Linked DNA regions of Mus musculus: region 1 is linked to region 2. A link is a contact called in public HiChIP or PLAC-seq data. All regions are on one chromosome and are shown on one strand. Each heading gives the region's core, a stretch centred on a gene start, on an enhancer-like site or on the middle of the called end of the contact. The rest is flanking DNA. Distances are from core to core; before and after follow the strand shown.

Region 1 (7,009 bases), core at 313-2,812, 530 kb before region 2:
CCAAGAAATGCAATCATACTGGCATAGGACACAGACATTTTAAACTCAGTTTCTAATCTCCTAAGGCATGTAGGAAGATGAAAAGATCCTGATGTTTGGTATGAGGTCTTCTGACTGGTATTGAATAAATATGACTACTATGTAAAAAGATGATGCTGTTAACATGTATGACCAGAGAGCAGAAAGGCAACATGGACAAGACTGGATAGGGACAGTTAGCAATCGCAGGAGCCTGTACAGACAACAGCAGTGCACTGAGCGTCCATGATATTGCACAACTCCAATTAGTGCCTCTTCTTGTGCGTTCTCCACCCAGTCATGCTCTGTAATTATGATGAAAGGAAACATGTTGATAAAGACAAAGACTGCACTGGCGACAAAGGGTAACAACGCCTTGTATGTAAATAGCTCGTGCCAGCCTTAAATATCTCCCTCTGAGGCATCCCACCAGTCCCCACTATTTGACCTGGCTCAACTCTCAATGCTGATTATACAACGTGGAGATTGTATGGGGGCCTTATCTATGGACTTATTTCTCTTCTTGACTGTTCTTGGTTATTCTCTCCTTATTGTGGCGTCAAAACTGAAAATTCATTTCAAATTAAAAACCTAATTGGTGATATGTGTGAAGGGAACCAGGAGGGACTAACAGCCAGGATTTGGCAGACCACTACACTCATATGTTTCTTCACATTTCTATATGTGTATGTGAGAAGGTTCATGTGTGTACAGATACATGTGGGGGGGGGGGTGGAATATGTGTACAAGTGCATGTGGAGGCCAGGCTGTGGTTCCTCGGTTGCCATCCACTTATTCTAGGGTGGAGTGGGGGGGCCTCATTGGCCTGCAGCTTACTAAGCAGACTGAGCCCTCTAGCACGCAAAACCCTGGATCCACCTATCTCTATCTCCTAAGGCTTGGTTATAAACACACACCACCACACCCTACTATTTTACATGGGTCCTGGAGACCAAACTCAGATCCTCACACTTAAGCGGGCAAGCATGTACTGGCTGAACTATGTCCCCAGACCCTACAAATCTGTGAATTCACACAAAAGCTTCATGCTGTGTTGTTGCCAACTCCTTAGCTCCTCTCAGTCCTGCACTGAAGCTGGCGCTCCCCACCCCCACCCCCACCCCGTCGTACCATGCTCAGGGTGCTCAGATAATGGGTGGAAAAAGTGAGATTTAAGTTCAAGTCTACCTTCTCCTAAATTTAGACTTCCTGAAGTGGTGGTGAAAACTCTTCACCATTTTATGGTCAGAGCAGATGAGGGTTCTTTCTCTGGAGAAGTTCATTGGGCAACAACAGCAAAAACACATAATCCAAAACATTTGGGTCTAAGTAGATTAAACCCAGGCACAAGTTGCATTTCTGGTAAATCCTGAGTCTGGAACTTTCTTAGGAACTTAATTTGTCTGACCCAACACTGGCCCTGTCCTTCCTTCTTCATAGCCCCACCCCCACCCACCCACTCCAATCAGAGGAATGAGAAGTGTGCTGAGGCTTAGAACAAAGAGGAAGCAAGCGTCTGCTATGTCAGGGCTGTCTTGTGGCCATAAAAAGGACACTGGCTGAGCCCAGTCATTCCACCTCTCTGTTTTGGAAACTCCCACACTCTACAAACTGTCTGGAATTCATTAGAGATGGGAAAACAGGCCGAAAGTCGTATTTCACGTTTTATTCAGCAGAAGTTTTGTGGAAAACAATTCGGTCATGTGGACGTGCCCCAAACCACCATCACCCTGTTTCTCAACCCAATCTCCCAGTCAAGTGACTTCGGACTGCTTCCAGTTCCACCCTCGCAGAGCTGAGAAGAAACTACCCTCACTTTGAGATTTGAGCCAGTCCTTAGGGGAGTAAAGATAGGTGAATTTCAAGTCACTCAGATAGTCATACTCTTGGGTAGACCTGTCATCCATACCCCTGGACTTTTGTGCCATGTCACCAACAGTTTCCTTTTCTACTTAAACATGATGAATATGAGTGTTCTATCACCTGACAGGGGCCAACTCTGTCATTATACATTATTTATAACCAACATCTTTGCAAGTTTTCTATTTCAAGTTCATTTAGAAAGGTTACCCTCTAGCACCTATTCATGGTTTTCGAAGTGTGGCCTCTACCCCAAGCCCTCACCCGAGCAACAATTAGAAGCTTGTTTAGAAATATGACTTCTCCAACCCTATCCTGGACTACTAGATCAGAAAGTGGGGCGGTGCATCCGAGGTGCCCCTCCCCAAGTGTGGTATACTTCAGTGATGCACACTTATTATAAATCACTGTTCAGGTACATTCCCATAAACCCCATACCTCTATGTTAAATTATTCTTGGATTGCTGTTTCAGAATGAACAATTCCCTGACACAGAATGCCTTCAGTAAAAATTATGGAGTGTTGATATATTGTCAGATCCAAGAAAATCAATGATTATTGATTTAAAAAAAAATCACCTGTTTGTTTGCTTGAGGAAGGAGGGTAATTCTCTCTAGAAAGTTCTCTACCAGAGCTACATGAGTGATATGGCAGTACCCAAGGAAATCTTGGGGTCCACTTAGGGTTCACTAGTCAGCACATCCCTGAAACTAAGGACACGACATTGATCATGAAGTTCAACTCTAAGGGCTGACCATGTGAGAGAGACTGAATGTGGGGAAAGAGATTGTTCATAGGTGAAAAGTGATTGTCCAGTAGAAGAAAGGTGTCAGGGAAGGGATGCTGGCTACCAGGGAAAACTAACTGGAATGATGTCAGGTGTGGGGGACCAAGAGAGACAAAGAGGGGTTTTCAAAGTCAATGAAGCTCCATAGAGTATCACTGAGCCTCCCCTTGCCACGCCCCCACACCCAAAAAAAAAAAAAATCACAGTTTCTGTTAAATTGTGTATTTCGGTGACTTTGCTATGATGACCAAGCAAACCCAATCAGCCATCTCTCATTCACTTCCAACTCAACAAAAGCAAAGCTTCTACCTGTAATCTGCATCACTGGGGCTGCATTCCAAGCTCCTGTCATTCGCCACTTGCTCACCCAGCAGCATTCACCTAGGCAAAACATTATTAGTGGGATGACGAGGGGAAATTACCATGCTAGGATGAATGATGCAAGGTGTGGTTCCAAAAAGTCTGCAGTCTGACTGTCCGGGACACTGCCGTCAGTGGCCAACCTCTCAAATTACTCTCCACGTGTGCTTCCTCACAGCAAATGGGCAGACATGCCTGTCACAAGGAACTGCACCAGCTGCTCATGGCTGTTGGGCTTGCTTCACCTAGGTTATTGTAAGTGCTTACTTTAAAAACAGACTTTTCAAGAGTGCACTGACTGCTGAAGTCACCCTATTCCTTTGCAAGTTAAAGACTCTTAACTGGTCATACTACCAGTCAAGTCATTCATTCAGTCATTCTCAGCCACATGCATAATGGATTGGTTGGTTGCAAAGGGTTCTACTGAGCAATATAATATACTAAATGTGTACAGTGCCAATCTGCAGGCTCAGAAACAACAGGGGAAAGCTGGTACTGGTGTAATTCACTTCATTTCTGCTGGAAAGCTGAGAGATAAAGGTAGCTGAGACTTGACCATGGACATAACCAGGAGTGGCTTTACTAACTTAACTGTAGAGTGCTATCTCTGCTAGTTTGGGAGAGACCTTGTTGATACCTAAAGAACAGTAGGGGTCAAATGTCACCTAGGTCTTCTGTCAGACTTTACCTGGATGGTTTCGGTGCCTGAGTTAAATAAGGAAGTCATGTTTGTGGTTCCCATGTCAACGGTGACTCTAACTGACATTTTATAAGTTCATAGATCACCCCAGCCATTACACCAAATTGATCTTCTCTGCTTTACAGCTTCTTGCAGACAAGCCACACTTTTCCTGATGAAAGTATCCAGTCTGCAAATATAAGCTGTGCGTGTTTTCAATAGGGCAGGAAACCACTTTTTCCAATGCTGTCCTGGATCAGATGGAAAGTGAGGGAATGTGTGTGGATGATTCAGCAAGTGACTCACGTTGGGGAAGGGGCAGGGTAGGGGAAGGCAAAGCCCACACACGTCTTCCTGAAATTGCTCAATGAGCCACAGCTCCTTATAGAAGAACCAGAGTCCATCGGTGCCTTCCCCTAGACCTGAACTCACTGATTTAGATTGAAAACGTTTGCTTTCTCATGATACAGCATCTTTCCTCTTAAAAGTTGCCATTCCGTGTATGTGTGAATAAAAGGACACAGCTATCGAAGTCCAAATGATTTTTGAAAAATACTATTTTTCACGAGACCACGTTCAAAGCTACTGTTCAGCAGGCGAGAGCTGGGAGGAGCCCGGGAAGTCAGCTTCTTTTCACTTCTGCACCATCACCAATGCTTCACTGTCGGGAGGCAGGATCCCTTGCTGAGACTCACGGCTGGGAGTCAGGAGGATGGGCGGGTTTTGTGAAATTTGCTGTTGAGTCCTCTTTTCCTCAGACCTTACCTTTACAACCAAAAATGTAACCCCTGGCCCAGCCAAAAGCCCATTCCTAGGCTAAGCAGGGTCAGATGTGACTTCAGTGCAGACACAAGGGGGACCACCACACCAAGCCAGACCATTCTGAAGGAAATAAAAAAATAATAAAAAGCAAGACCCAGCTCTACTCTTAGTCGGGGGGCTAACTTTACAACGACAAGCATGAAACTTGACTCATCCAATACTAAGAAAAAGCTTAAAACCAAGCTATAAATACTTACAACAAAGATCCATGCCTATTATTTCTGTTTTTTTACATCTTACCTTCAATCGGTCCTAAGTAGGCATCCAGAGAGAATGCCAACCTGATGTTAGCTGTTTTTTAAACATTATGCCTTTTAGTTTTGTAGAAACATGGCAAAGTGGTTGTTTTACTCAAGAGAAAACTTGAAGTTCAGAGAGGTTGAGTAACTTGGTCAAAGCCACAGAGTGGTAGGTAGCATCTTTATGTCAGACATTCCTCATTATGTCAGGTCTTACTTCAAAAGCACTTCTTTCACGGTGCCCTCCCTGCTGGTGGGACCCCACAAAGACTGCTTCTTTTTTGGCTACATTTTACCAATAACACTCCGCTTAATTTTCACTGCAGGTATCAAAAATTGCCTTTTTCAATTCTTTGGCTCATTATTAACTTAGAGGTCCCTACCTCCAAGAGGGAAGGTGCAGTGCTAGTAAAAAACCCTGGCTATCTAATTTACATTTCACTCCCTGCAGCCAGCAAGAGCTCCAACATAGTAGAAATGCTTAATAAATAACTGATGTAAAGGGGAGGAAGGAAAGGGGGGGTGGATAAGAAGAAAAACAAACACAGCCAGGTCCTTTGGGCTCCAGAGCTATGTTTCTCCTGCTTAATGTGACTGAGTGACTGATGGGGGCAGGGACTGAGGGGGCCACAAGAGGGCCCCCATGAAGTTGAGGTAGGACATTCAGCCCTATGACTCTTTTCTCACTAAGAATCCTTATTACCCTTCCCCACAGCTCTGCTGTTCAGAGCTGACCAACTTCCAGCTCTAATAGAAAATCACCAAGGCTACGTCTGTTGTGCCTATGTGCCTGGACCACAGCACCTAGCATTTGTGAAGTACCCAGCAGTCATTAGGAAGGAAAGGAGGCTCGTGACTGGAATCTCAGGCCAAGGGTCTCATCTGAATACCACAGGGATAACCCCTTCATCCTCCACAGCATGCTTGACCCAACACAGAAGAAAACACTGGTCAAAGAAACAAGGGAGCCGTGTTTATGAAGCAACCTGGAGAAATGGGCTTACTGATAAGAAGCCAAAGTGAGCCTTGGAAGATGCTGGTATCCAAAGCTATCATTCGTCCAAAGCAGGGAGGGGAAATTATAGTGGACAGTCCAGCCCTACAGTCTCAACAGAGGTGTAGACTTTGTGTCTTGGTGTAACTTTGCCCCTCCAGCCATACAGTATTAAGACACAGAAAACTTTCCAGATGAACCATAAACTTACTGTGTTCTACTGAAAGCTTGTGATTACCACAGATATTGTCTCTGAGTTGCCTTCTTGATAATTTCCTCCAAATAATCCACACTTGGAGAGTGGTTAAACATGTTTTTATGATTTACTTCAATTAGACGAGCCTAACAGTACAGCACATTTTATGCTTGCTACGCACATAAGCACACACACAAAAACAAATGAGACTCTTTCTTGTTGCCCTTGACAGCTGACCAAAAAAAAAAAAAATAGTAACCAAGGATTTTTTTATTTTTTATTTTTTGGTCCTGTTATTTATCCTAATACTACCAGTTCTAAAACAAAGCAGTTGGAGAGAGAAATTTAGTAACTTTGATTTCTCCCAAGACACATTTTTTTACACTGAGGTCCTATCCCTGACAGTAAGCTCATGTGACCTGTTCTAAAAAAAGGATATTTTCCACTTCTTGCACAACTGGAGCAGATCTAGACATCAGCTTGTGCAAACTGCACTGCAGAACTCAAAGGGGATTAAATGTACACACACACTTAAAGAAACTCTATAAATAGCAGCACTCGGGAAGAGGAAATCTCCAATAACAGGCAAAACCAACACTTAAAATCCCACTTTAATCAAGTGTTCTGTCTAATCATACTCAAAGCTCATCTGCATAATGAGGCTGAAACATCTGGCAGGTTGAGGCACCTTAGTCCTGACTATTCTGCTTCTGACTCTATAAGAGTTAAGTCATTGGTAAGAGGGAAGACAATGCTATGGTATAGTTTTCCCAGGAAAGAAAGAGCTGCTATCATTCATCAAAGGTACTACGGGCTACACTAAGCCCATATGCATCATTTTTTGCCTCTGTTTTAAAACTTACACCAATTTCAGGAAGATAAGGTCTACTGGTCCCATCTTGTAGGCAAGTTAATTGAGATTCCATGAAATTACGTATCATGAAGCCAGAGGCACCAGCTAAATAGCTAAGCCATGATCCAAACAGTAACATAGTTCCTTAAACCTGCCCGCCTGCACCCAGCCTTTGCTAGCATTGAGGAGAAAGCCCTTCAT
Region 2 (7,415 bases), core at 3,383-5,882:
CCATAATGTTCTTTGCTTATGTTCACAGGAAGTAGACAATTGTGCAGGAAGTTTCCTTCTGGGCACTGGGGAGCTGATGCCAGGATCTGTGTGTGCTAATCGTGTACTTTGGCACCAGAGTTATGTCTTCCCCTTAGACGGTTATGTTCTTAGCATTCTGTGAAGTAGAGAAACACAATTTAAAGACAATATACTTTAGTCATGTACCAGCCAATAACAGCCCATGGGCCATAACTACTCTGCCACCATGAGCTGACTACTTTAAAATGTTTTCAAGAGATTGGAGGGAACGAGACAAAAGTAATAATATATTATATTATATTCAATAATATAAGTTTTATTGAAATATAGCCACATCCACTCTATTCCATATTGTGTATATGTCAAGGCCCAAAATATTTACTACCAGACTTGATAGGGTTTGCTGAGCTTCACCCGACTTGCTCTCTGTCAGTCCTATTGAGCATCCTCTTATTGGCTGTGTACATGACCCCAGAGAGTCAGGCCACAAGCGCTTCCACTAATAGCCATGAAGGACCACTCAGGATGCTCACCTCTAGAGATGCTCTTCCCATCCTCTCCCAAGCACTCTTTCCAGGAAGCATCATATCAATGCATGTCTGTCAGGAGTACGGTGAGACTCACCATTTCTTCAACTCTTTTGTAATCACAGAGAAATGCTGTCCACACACAGCAGCCCTTACAAGACTCTGGAGAGGCGGCCACAGGGAGGACGGAGCATGCCCACTACGCCCGTCCTGACTCGGAATGCCTACAGCAGCAGCCACCTGGAGTAAGCATTTCATCTCCTCAGCTTTATCGCCATCAGTTTTAGCTTGACTGTCTGCCCTGCCTTTGCTGCCTTTCTATAGCTTTTAAAGTGACTTTCTACAGTGGTCGCCCTGACTCATTCTAACCCATTTTCTGCTAACTTACCATTTCTAATTAGTCGACAAAGACCATGTTACTCAATTCCTCCAGGTATATATTGGATTCTTAGTAGTTTAATTTCCCCACCTAGGTAGTACCACTCCTTGTCACGGGCAAGAATGAGAATCCTTGCAGTGGTAATTTTGCAGAGTTCTGCCCTAAATGTCTTAATTTTCTTTTCTCTTTTTCTTCTTTTTTAAAAAATATTTATTTATTGTATATGAGTGTTCTATCTCACACACACCAGAAGAGGGAATCAGATCCCATTACAGATGGTCGTGAGCCATCATATGGGTGCTGAGAATTGAACTCAGGACCTCTGGAAGAGCACTCAGTGCTCTTAACCACTAAGCCATCTCTCCAGCCCCTTCTTTTATTTTTAAAAGGCATTTCTTTAGCAACACCATTTCATATAGTTCAGTTCAAGTTGACCTTGTACTCACTATGTAGCCAAGAGTGACCTTGAATTTCTCATCTTCCTGCCTCCACCATCCCAGTGCTGGACTAAAGATACACACCACTACACCTGAGCTATGTGGTGCCCAGATCTAAACTCAGGGCTTCACACATGCCAAGCAAGCACTGACTAAGCTGTATTCACAACCCTGTAAATTCTTTTTCCAAGCTATTTGAGTTAGTGCCAACAACAAGTCTGTTATGAAGTACATATTAGGGACCACTTTTATCTCGTCTTACGAACACAGAAGCAAGACAGAGACGTTAAATAGTCTGCCCTAACTCTTACAGCTGACAGCTATGTGTGGCTCAACACAGGTATTCCTGCCTTAGGCCCAGGCTCCACTCCACCTTGCCTCCTTCTCTTCTATTCTTACGTGACTGAATGCTATGTGAAGAGAGAAGCCTCCAAAGACCTGTTGGAGAGCAGCTTCCAGCTTTAATGCAGTCTACACATCATCCTAGATATCTTCTCTAGCCTCAAGAAAGGATTTGGCTTGCATAATAACAGGACCCGGTTCTTCCCTAGTTCTGTGGTGATGAGCTTATGAGTGAACCAGTGCATGGTGTGAACAGGTGGACTCTATTATGAAACCTGCAAAGCCCTATTGAATTTAGAGGTTATGAATCTATTCAACACGTTCTTTTCTCTGTCTTGCTATGCTCCTATATGTGCGCATGTGTGTGGGGGTGTTTGTATACTTGACTTGTATGTGTATGTGGAGACCAGAGGTCAACATGGGGTGCCTTCCTCAAGCAACTCTCTGCCTTATTTGTTAAGATAAGGTCTCCCGTTGAACCTGGAGTTCACCAATTTGCCTAAACTGGCTGGCTAGCAAGCTTCAGTGATCTGCCTGTCACCACCTCCCTAGGGTCCATTACAGGCACCCTGCCTGGCTTTTTAACGTGAGTTCTTCTGTATTGAACTCAAGTTTCCATGCTCGCCCCTTGCACACCCCATGATGGAGCCATGCCCCCAGCCCTCAGCCTAGTGTCCTTTTCTCTCCCTCGGACCCTTCTTGTGCTGTATTCATCTTCCCTTCTCTCCTTTCAGACCTGACTCCTCATCTCAACACTGCCGCCAGCGGAGCGGAAGCCTGGAGTCCCAGTCCCACCTGCTCTCCGAGATGGACAGTGACAAGCCATTTTTCACCCTCTCCAAATCCCAAAGAAGCAGCAGCACGGAGATCCTTGACGACGGGTCTTCGTATACCAGCCAGTCAAGCTCCGAGTATTACTGTGTGACGCCTGCTGCCAGCCCTTACTACACCACCCAGACCCTAGACACCCGTGCCAGGGGGAGAAGAAGGTCCAAGAAACACAGTGTTTCTACTTCCAATTCAGGAAGCATGCCCAACCTAGCACAAAAGGATCCTTTGAGGAACGGTGTCTACTCCAAAGGTCAGGACCCACCTCCTTCCGGTTACTATATCGCTGGATATCCACCGTATGCAGAGTGTGACCTGTATTACAGTGGTGGCTACGTCTACGAGAATGACACTGAGGGACAGTACAGTGTCAATCCTTCTTACCGATCCTCAGCTCACTATGGATATGACCGCCAGAGGGACTACAGCAGGTCTTTCCATGAAGATGAAGTAGACCGCGTGCCACATAACCCATACGCAACTCTCCGGCTGCCAAGGAAGGCGGCCGTGAAATCTGAGCACATCACCAAAAACATCCACAAGGCCTTAGTTGCTGAGCACCTGCGTGGCTGGTACCAGAGGGCTTCTGGACAAAAGGATCAGGGGCACAGCCCACAGACGAGCTTTGACTCAGACAGGGGATCGCAGAGGTGCCTGGGATTTGCAGGGCTGCAGGTCCCCTGTTCTCCAAGCAGTCGAGCATCTTCCTACTCTTCAGGTAAGACTGCTGGGGGAAGCACATCACTCCAGGGGCCACCATGTATCCCAACCCATCCCAAACCACTCCTGTCCAGGGTCATAAATTGGTCCCCGAGGTCATTCAGAGTGGTGGTCATTAAGTGGACCCGTAATAAGAACTGCCAACTTGAACAGCTTTCAGAGAGCATTAGAGCCTGATGAAGCCATTTGTAGATCTGAGCCGGGCAAACACAGGATGAGGGCCCAGTCTGTGTGTTGTCCTGGCTTGGTGCTTGCTCCAGCTTTGTGCTATCTTCACCTCATATTGATAGCCACATCTCTTAAAAGTATTCTCATCACTGGAGTTTGATGTTTTGAAAGAATAAAGAGACACATAAAGTCAGCAGAAGGCATTAAGTAAGGATCACACATCCCTTCCCACTGGCCAAGATGTCATAAATCTAAAGATCGAATATTCCTGCACCTGCCTGCGTAACGCCTACAGTCATTCCGATAGAACTGGTATTTGTCAAGTATTTTTCTACATACTTTGCTTATCTTATCTCAGTCTATACTGTTCTCAACTGAATTGCTAATGTAAGGAATTTGGGAGGCTGGGGTCATAGCTCAATGTTTGCCTGGGGTTCTTGAAAACCTGATTCCATGCCCACCGTCATTACTGAAAACTCCAGGAATTTTGGTAGCTAATTTTGATCATCAAAAGCATTCTCTTTCTAACCCTGAAATGGGGAGCTGGCTACTCCCTCTGCTCCCATTTGCAGAGTACCTGCTGCACACCCTAACCTGTTCTGAGTAATTTGGAGAAATAGGAGCTGAGGACTGGTCTGCCCAGCATAGTGCTAGGTCAGTATTGAAGGACCTCAAGGTCCTTTGAAGGGTGTCATCAGCAACTAAAGGAATGTATGAGTTGAAGAAATGCATGAATGCTTAAACTACACAAAAACCTGGGTCCTAGGTGGGAATTTCCAAGCCTGTGGAACAGTCAGAGTGAGCTGTTCCTTTGTGATTCATAAGATTGTTGACAAGAGACATTGCCATGGAGAGTACTGCTTGGGTTCTATTTTATTACTATTTCTGCGACCTGGACTTCCGGGATTATCCCACCTATGACCACATCTAACACAGGAAGAGGTGTCTATCACTGTTTCTTGTGGTTTATGGCTCTGATGTAGAGGACACCTATCCTGCTCAGAGGACCTCCTGAACTTCCTCAAAGCTCAGGGTGAAGCATGGAAGGCTTTCACGGGTCACATCTGGAGAGAGTTCCCCAAGAATGAGAGCAAACAGGGGTCTGGAAATTCTTGTGGATGGCTTTTGGTGCGCACGCAGGGCTGGGGAAACACCCACAGGAAACCAGGTGTGAGTCAAAACCCTTGAGTGTCTTGGCTGTTGGTTTTGTATCTAGGGCAAGGGTGAAAACGGAGTTACTGCTTCCTGGTTCAGACCTGGTATCAGTTCTGCTGACTGCACCACCAAGAGCATTCCTCCTTACCCCATCCCCCACCCCCTTGACGTTTTTTAAATAGGATCTTACAGTGCATCCAGGGTTGACCTCAAACTCATGAGTCCTCTCCCATGCCTGCCCTACCACACCTGGCTAAGAGCATCTTTTAGAAAGAATTAAGTGGATGAAATCAAGGCTCCCGGAAATCCCTTCTGGAATGTTCCTGCCCCTACTTTATAGCTTTGGAGATGTATTTCTACAGGCTCCGATCATTCACACGGAGAGCTACATTTCCTGTTTCTGGTTAGTCAGACTCTGCACCACCTGAAGGCTTCGTCATGACTCAGTTTCAGGAGTGATCATAGCCACCTTTTCTTGGCAGCTCTGTGTCAGGGTGCCCTTTTAATGGGAGCAGCAGGGCTGTAGGGCGAGAGCTGTGTGTTATGATTCTTATTTTACAGTTAAGGTGACTCTCTCTGGTTTAGATAGAGTTTGAATGACTGCCAGTCCCGTAGGCTGGCAGGTGACAAAGTAGGGCTTCCATCCCAGGGCTAACAGTATGACCCCCGCAGGCTTCAGAGCCCTTCCCTCGGTGCTCAGTCTTGGAAACCCTCCGTGAGCATCCTACATCTGTTAGTGTAAATCAAGTGGCATTGTGGCCAAAGACGCATTGTGAAGTTTGTCAGTGGCAAATGCAAGTGGCTTGTGGGTGTGGAAAGAGGTCAGTGGACAGAACGTGAGGAACAGGAAGAACAGTGAGCAGGGCTGTCTGTGAGGCTTAGACACACACAGAGCTGCCGAGTCACCTGTGCAGCCCAGGCATGGGGCAGGACTGGTTCCACAAAGAGAAGAGCAGAAACCCAGTGATAACCAGTGACACCCAGTAACATTCCTTCAATCAGGCTCTGCTTCCAAATTGTACCCTTGTCATCTCCTGGATCCACCCTTCTGCAAAGCTAGCCTCTTCCACCTCCTGCTAGCTTCACCCTCCACTTTTCAGTCAACAATAGAAAACGCCCTGCCTTACCAGTGGCCAGTGTTGCCTTCAGCAGTCAAGTCTTGACAAGTGACCTGGCTGAAGGCTTTTCCTCCACATTCCTCTCGACGGATTCTCAAGTACCATCTGGTCGGATCTGAAGCCCAGGTGGCAAGGTTCTCTCCCTTTGAGAATCCACTCCCTTTTCCTTCTGGGCTACTTCAAAACGGGTGTTCTTGAAAATAATTCTGTCTTCCCTTTGGACTAACTCCTGTTAATAGTAATACTTACCATGTTGCGAGCCTTTATTCTGCACTAGGCTAACTATGTTCATCATAACCTTCAGTCCTGGTGCTGTCACCACAGAAAATGTACTTACCCTCTCCACAATAAGAAAACTGAAGCTTCAAAAGGAGGAGCTATTTGCCCAAGTCACTCAGCCGGCTATTAACCCAGAAAATTGAACTGATTATCAATTCTGGCTCAGATAGGGGTTTCTCGTTCTCAGAGGTAGAACAGAGGCAAGGCCTGGACCCACCCCCTCAGCAGTGGCAAACACAAAACTAAACCCAGGCTTCCATCTCTCTGCTCTGCACATACCGGAGTGTGAAGCAACCTGAACAGATTTAGCTTGGAATAGTTCAACTAACGTTCTCTCTCTTTCTGTTCTCATTTCTAGTGTCTTCCACAAATGCTTCTGGGAACTGGAGGACCCAGTTAACCATTGGGCTATCTGAATATGAAAATCCAGTGCATTCTCCCTACACCAGCTACTATGGCAGCATCTACAATCCCTTGTCCTCTCCGAGCAGGTGAGAAAGTGTTGGCCAGGTTCTCGGAGCCTGGTCCTCTTTGAAGGACGTGTGGCTCCTACACTGCAGCCTGGTGGTGAAGAGGCATAAAGTGGGATTTGGTAAACAAGAGCCTACAGGCCCAACCCAACTACCACCATATTCAGTAAATAGTGTTACACTGGAAAGTGGCTATGCTCATTACTCTACCTGTAAGCTGTGTGTGTGTGTTCACACTCTGAGGACAAAGATAAATGGCTGTGACAAATAAGACATGGCTAGCAAAGCCAAAAATACTTTTGACTTCTAAAGTTTCCTGAGCTCCATGTAGCTCACCCAAATTCAGCTCTATCTCTTACAGCTGTACACTTTAAAGTCATAGTCTCAAAGCCGGGCTGCTCCTTCTGGTCTATTTTAAGGGTGTGCTTAAAACTGTATTGTGGATAATGTCCATTTAAGTCTTTTCTGGGAAAGAGAAAACCTACACACACACACACACACACACACACACAAAACCAATCTCTGTCCTCCAGTCAAGCTCTTTGTATCAAAGTCCAGCTAACAGTTGTTGAGTTGGATTTCGCCACTTGCTGTGTTTTGTGATCACTAAGACACGGTGGACACAGCCAGCTGTCCTGTTTGTCTTCTGATGTAGCTCCTTGTAAACAGCGAAGGGAACACACGGGCACAGTGCTTGACAGTGCGACTTTAAAGAAACGTGACTTCTTCCGATGAGCACGTGACTCCCCTGGCATAGATGCTAGGCAGGTGGATGGAGCAAATGGTCGTCGTATCATCTCGGGCCTGTTAAAAGGAACTCTTCGGAGGAGGAGAAGTTAGCTTCACTCCTTCCTCTTATCTCTGCCGCCCTCACCCAGAGTGCTGTGAAGACACGCATTTTCTGGGTTTTTAAAAACTTGCTCTTGCTGTAGAGACTGCAGTCTGTACAGTGTCTGTGCTATTGAACTGGG

Evidence for each region. HiChIP or PLAC-seq counts read pairs in DNA pulled down with a chosen protein or histone mark.
Region 1: a contact with region 2 is called in an H3K27ac HiChIP or PLAC-seq map of microglia, with 4 times the contacts expected there. The contact joins two enhancer-like sites. A contact is called at or near these places in 1 of 484 Hi-C or Micro-C datasets (uterus) and 1 of 115 datasets of contacts at active chromatin or transcription factors (microglia).

The regions. Positions count from the first base shown.
Region 1 is chr6:97,815,339-97,822,347 of GRCm38.p6, reverse strand. All of the region lies in intron 1 of Mitf (melanogenesis associated transcription factor), which reads right to left. Among named protein-coding and RNA genes, the nearest start is that of Mitf, 12 kb to the right of the region's middle. Within about 2 kb of position 1,562, at least 99 of the 459 cell types and tissues checked have an H3K27ac peak or open chromatin away from gene starts, as enhancers often do. A contact at or near this core is called in microglia and uterus, where this site is marked.
Region 2 is chr6:97,291,413-97,298,827 of GRCm38.p6, reverse strand. Frmd4b (FERM domain containing 4B) reads left to right here. Exons shown (of 23, transcript NM_001346637.1): 20 at 674-793; 21 at 2,441-3,252; 22 at 6,333-6,465. Among named protein-coding and RNA genes, the nearest start is that of Gm32191, 42 kb to the right of the region's middle. Within about 2 kb of position 4,632, at least 90 of the 459 cell types and tissues checked have an H3K27ac peak or open chromatin away from gene starts, as enhancers often do. A contact at or near this core is called in microglia and uterus, where this site is marked.